Regions from separate parts of the Rattus norvegicus genome. Here region 2 is linked to region 1. Evidence: chromatin contacts called from public Hi-C data. All regions are on one chromosome and are shown on one strand. Each heading gives the region's core, a stretch centred on a gene start, on an enhancer-like site or on the middle of the called end of the contact. The rest is flanking DNA. Distances are from core to core; before and after follow the strand shown.

Region 1 (2,721 bases), core at 157-2,656:
ATTGGTTTTTTCCGAGATCAAGGAGGAAACCTCCGCTTTAGATTTGCTTGCCAGCAACTTGGTGAGGAGTCGGAGTTTGCCATCGCGCGCTGCGTTGAACACCGCTGTCTTTAGATCCATTTATGTCCAGTCGAGGCTAAGCTTTATTTATCCTTCAAAGCAAAGCTCCAGCTTAACTCTCCACGCAGGCAAGTAACAGGAGCCAAAGTTCAATGTTAGTCACTGAGACCCAGAACGGATATAAAACCCAGAGAGTATGTTCTGTCCTATCGCATTCCAACATCGGAGAAGCAGAACACCAAACTAGAGAATTTAAGGAGGAAAAAAAAAAACAATAGTTTTAGGATTTTCCATACACGTAAAGGCAAAAACACGATTTGGGCTTCCCTATTTTCTAATCTTGTAGAGGGGGAGGGGGAAATACCGTACTAGGAACGATTCCCCCTCTTCCTCCAAAAGAGGTGCTCAAGAAAATACAAAAGGGTTCACGCGGAGACCATAATGTTTCGAAAGGAGGCAGTTCCTCCCAAAGTGCGGAAAATGAAACACTACAGGTAATTGGTTTCCTCGTGCTTGGCTCTAGCCAGCCCAGCTTTGTTCTGGTTTTGCCTTGCACACGCCCAGCGAGTAACCGAAAGGGGCAGGAGACGCGGCGGGTTCAGAAATGTTTCTTTCTTGCATCTGCAGAGCACTCGCCAAGGGCGCGAGGCTGGAAGGCCTCATTGTGGCCAGGATGGGTTTCGACAAGGAACAAAAAGGTCAGACGCACCAACTCTCGGCCTGCTCACGCTAAGACCTCGCCGGAAAGGCTTTCTTCCCTTCAAACTATGCGAGGCGCTCAGGAAATCCGGCCGCCTTCGAGCCTTTAACTTCCCCAGCCGCCCCGTGCTCCGCGGCCACAACCGCCCTCCGTCGCCTTCGCCTCCACCCCTTCCAGCCGCCCGCCTGCCCTGGGTCCCGCGGCCCACACGACCCCGCCGGCCGCCATCTGCCCGGACGCCCTCCTCCCGCCCAGGCCTCCCCACCGGGCCCCAGGCCACAGCCATCACTACCTGCCCCGGGGCTGGTCCTCCCGCCGTCGGTTGCTCCGGTTCCGGCCGCCCCTTCAAATATAAACCGTTGTCCCCGTCGCCCGGGATGCCCTACTCCGCCTGCAGCCGCACAGCTCCTCCATGCCCCGCGCCCCACAGGAATGAATCCGGCCGCGCTGCTCGCTCTGCCCCGCCCCGCGGAGCTGTCTGCACCCTCCCTCCCAGGCCGTTCGCGTTGCAGCAGCTGCCGCGGCGGATGGTGTAATGGGCTGCAGGCCCGGGGGCCGGACAAGCCAGTTCACTGCTTCACATTACTGACGCCGCAGCCGCGCCATTGGGTCGAGGGAGGGCGGCGGCTGCCGCCAGCAACCGCCTAGGGGCGGGGCAGGGCAGGGCGGCGGGGGTGGGGTGGCGGGGAGGGGGGCGGACCTTGCGCGCGCTCCAGAAAGATGCGCCTGCGTACTAAGGGGGAGGCGGGGCGCCGTAGGTAGAGGCGGGGGCCTGAGAGAGCGCCCTGGGAAATGCGCCTGCGTGCTACGGAAAGGGCGGAGTTCCTTGGGAGGGGGTGGAGCCTAAAAGGGCTACCCAAAAGACGCGCATGCGTGGTATCGAGGGGGCGGGCATCCTGAAAGTCTGGGGCGCCTAGAGAGCGCCAAGTAGAATGCGCCTGCGTGACGCGGAAGAGGCGGGCCATCCCACATGGAGAGGAAGGCGGGAGAGGAGAACGCTCCTGCGTGCTACGGGTAGGGGAGGGTCGCGTCTTCTACCTTCTAGGTGGGCTTCCTGACTGTGAAGTTGTGGGAATCTCGTGCACTCAGTCTTTTCTCGTTTCTCCTCAGCGCTCTCGGGTGACCTCGGGAGCGCCCAATCTTAACGATCCCTCACCAGAACAACCTCGCACTCATTCCTTCTATTATTCCATGGATGAGGTTAGACCGAGCTTGCCCTGACAGACACTCCAGACAAACAATTAAGAAAATGAAACTCGGGTTGGAGCTTGCCAAACGTTATTTTTTATTAACGGCCGCTGCAAGACATGAATACTATATAAGAAGACTGGTGAAAGTCAATTATGTCAATAAAAATTAGATTATTAAAAACTAAAAAAATGAAAGAAAGCTAAAAAGCCTGAGTGCAGGAAACAAAATAACAGTTGCACACAGGAGAAAATAAGCTTATAGAATTAATGAGGTTAAAATCTGGTGTCTATAGTATTAAACTAGGTTGAGAAGTGTCTTGTGAACCTCTTCAGCACTGTTTGGCCAGACCTTAAACCCACACAATTCCTTAGTACCACTGGGAAAGAGAAAATACCAGAGTAGGTAGACTGAACTTCATCATCAAGGTAAACTTCATCGCAAGAAACTAAGCAAAACTAAAAAATCTTTAAAAAATAGTCAACCTAGTTCTTTACATAGTCACCTATGTTACCCAGAAGATTATGTGTCTTTGCATGATCAATCATGATTTTCCTAGAAATGCACACTTTGCTTTTTTCCGTTGTCATATTCTAAACATTTCTCATGCTTTCACGCTTTTTTTTTTTTACCTTTTTGACATTTTTGATACATGTACATGAATGAAAATGAGGACATGACCACTCCTAGGGAATGGTTAGGGAGAGCACAGCCAGAGGCATCTGGAAGGTTCTATACTGAGCACAGCCACTAGAAAACAGGTTGGTGAGAGG
Region 2 (2,721 bases), core at 67-2,566, 190 kb after region 1:
TGTACCCTTGCAGGACTCAGTCTGGCACTGAGTGACCAGAATCAAAGGAAATTGCTTAAGCTTACTTCCCAAACACCCCCTTATTTGTCCTTAGTTTTTACTACTCACAAGTCCCAAAATACAGTTGACATGGTCCTTTCTGACAAAACTGCATTGTATATGTTACGTGTTAAGGAGAGACGATTTTCAAGGAAAAGCTCCATCTGTCATTTCAGCCAGTTTCCTCCTGCTAGTCTGCCTATCAAGCACAAGCACTGAGCTTGCTCTTTCTTCCACACACAACCTCTCGACCTCCAGGTGACTACATTTTCCTCTGGCCCCAGAGGGCTGACATTTATTCTTCATTCTGACTTAATCCCCAAGTCAAGGCTTCAAAGGTCCCAGTCTACCAAACAGCTCATTCAAGCAAGTCCAGATAGTAGCAGTCGGTCTTTAGTTTTCCCTTCCGGATTCCGGAAAACAAGGGCATGAGAGGGCCAAAGGCTTGGGGGCTGCAAAAGCCAGGGTGTGCCCATTTTGCAAAACCTGACAGCGGTTGAATCAACCCCATTGGGGCGGTGAAAGTGCCTTGGAAGAACTGGGTAGGAACAGCTGGCAAAACCCGAGCGCTGTTTTATATTAAAGCATTCCAGGGTTGATGGTGAAGGACTGACTTAGGGTTGTGTCTCTCACCACTACCCTTTTCTGAATGTTTGGTAGGTGATCTCCTGGAGAGTCCTCTGACCTTCTGCAGTATGTTCCAGGAGGCTGCCCCGCCGGAGCTCTAACGTGCCAGGTGGTGAAGGGGTCCCCTTAATGCAGTGCCAGCGGCGGCTGCCGAGGTAGGGTGTCTCTGTGTCAGGTGGGGGCCGCGGTGGCGGGGTTTCGCGAGAGACAGAGAGCTAAAAACCTGAGAGCTGTGAGGGAGTCGGATGGGGGCTTGTTTTCAACGGAGGGGACCTAGCCCGAGCACGCTCACCTGTATTGATCGAATTTGGCATACAAAGCCCACTCGGCAGGATTGCTCTCGTAGGCTTCCAGCACAGCCTGCACCTCCTCCACATTGACTTCGTCCCCGGCGAAGAGCTCATGCAAGATTCGGATGAGGTCGGCCAGGGTCCGGGGCTTCAGCAGCTCGGTCCGTTCCATCCCCGCAGGGCTGGGACGCGTCTCTTCAGTCCAGCTGCGGAGGACGCGAGCGCGGAGGACCCCGGCTTCAGGCTATACAAACCGCACACACCCGGGACCCCGAACGCCCGGGACCCCACACGCTCAAAGCTCTTGCAAGGGTATCAAGATTTAGGACTAGGAGGTCACCGGAGACCAGCCTAAACCCTCGACTGATCAGTCAAGACCAAATCTGAGGAATCCGCCCTCCCGGGCCCTTTTTAAGCTCTTGGAGCCATCTAGAACGTACCAACCGCCTTAAGGGGGTGGAGTGAGGCGGGGAGAGACCCGAGAAAGGGGCCAGAGGTGGAGAGAGCCAGAGGGAGGGCCCTGGCACAGCACTGTGTGTACGCGCCAACCCTCAGAAGCCCCACTGTTGCCCTTGCCTCATACTTGCGGTGAGCCTCGGGCAATTTCTCCCCCCTTCCTTAGCGGCGGATTTTGGACGCCCATCCCATTCCGACCCCACCTCCCCGGCTTGGCTTTCAATAGTCTGTGTGTTTTAGATCTCTGTGGGTGATGCTGAGGAAAAGGAGCCCATCTTCCAAATGCAGCTAAGATGCTTGGGAAAAATCAACAATGGGATCCATTCCCAGGCCAGAGTGACTGTTCTGTGACCCTAAATGGTCCACATATGTGCCCCAGGCTTGTAGAAAATTAATCTTTGAAAGTCACTTTGTAGCTCTGGCTGGCTGGCTGGCTGATAGTATAGACCAGGCAGGCCTTAAACTCAAGAGATCCGCCCGCTTCTGCCTTCCGAGGGTGTTTCTTTCTTCCTTTTTCTCTTCTTCTTCTTCAATTTAAATTGTACAGTAGTGTATTGAATTAATTTTAACAAAGAATACTTGAGTTTCTAGTAAGAACACATTCCAGGTGCTTTGCTTTTAAACACTGCTTGGTAAAATATATCCTCTGTAATGAGCTGAAGGTGCTAAGAGAGGTGAGAATAGGCATTTTGGTGCAGCTGGACTTGGGTGGTGTTAGTGTTTGCCACTGTGCAGTCATTTAGAAGATTCTAATTATATGACTTCAATTCAAGGAACATACACATAGAAAACAGTTCTATATCCTGGCACTTAGCATGCTCTGGAAACAGCACAGATTACGTATGGATGAAAAATAAAACCCTGACACAACTCAAAGTTCCTTCATCCCATTATAAATAATGATTTGGGTTATTAAAGGTGTAGACTTCTATACCCCCTGCCCCCATTACTTCAGACATATAACATGACATTTATTTGGGTTGCATGGTTTTACTTTGGAACACCTCTGCTTAATGTTATCATACCTTATATGTCATTAAGGAAAACCATGGCACTTGGGAGGAGGCCCAATGGCTGTTTGTGGACAGGCTGGGCCATGTCTCACAGCCCTAACAAGCTAACAACAGAACAAACAAACAAACAAAAAGAAAAACCAAAGCAAACAAAACACATACCAAACACCTTTGTGGAGTGTTCTGGAAGGTGGTTAGTAAAGTATCGGGGATCAAGTAAACATGTAGTTTTAATTTGTCACTCAAAACTTACTCTTGCCAATGTCTTTGAGCCCATTTTACTTGCTATTTGGACT

Evidence for each region. A called contact is a pair of places that touch in the nucleus more often than the background predicts.
Region 2: a Hi-C map of hepatocytes shows a contact between it and region 1, with 2.1 times the contacts expected there. The contact joins the promoter of Cdo1 here to the promoter of Fem1c in region 1. A contact is called at or near these places in 5 of 12 Hi-C or Micro-C datasets (frontal cortex, hepatocytes, kidney and 1 more).

The regions. Positions count from the first base shown.
Region 1 is chr18:41,443,894-41,446,614 of GRCr8, forward strand. It overlaps Fem1c (fem-1 homolog C), which reads right to left and starts at 1,407. Exons shown (of 3, transcript NM_001106932.1): 1 at 1,053-1,407; 2 at 1-303. The coding sequence starts at 120.
Region 2 is chr18:41,632,403-41,635,123 of GRCr8, forward strand. It overlaps Cdo1 (cysteine dioxygenase type 1), which reads right to left and starts at 1,317. Exons shown (of 5, transcript NM_052809.2): 1 at 959-1,317. The coding sequence starts at 1,128.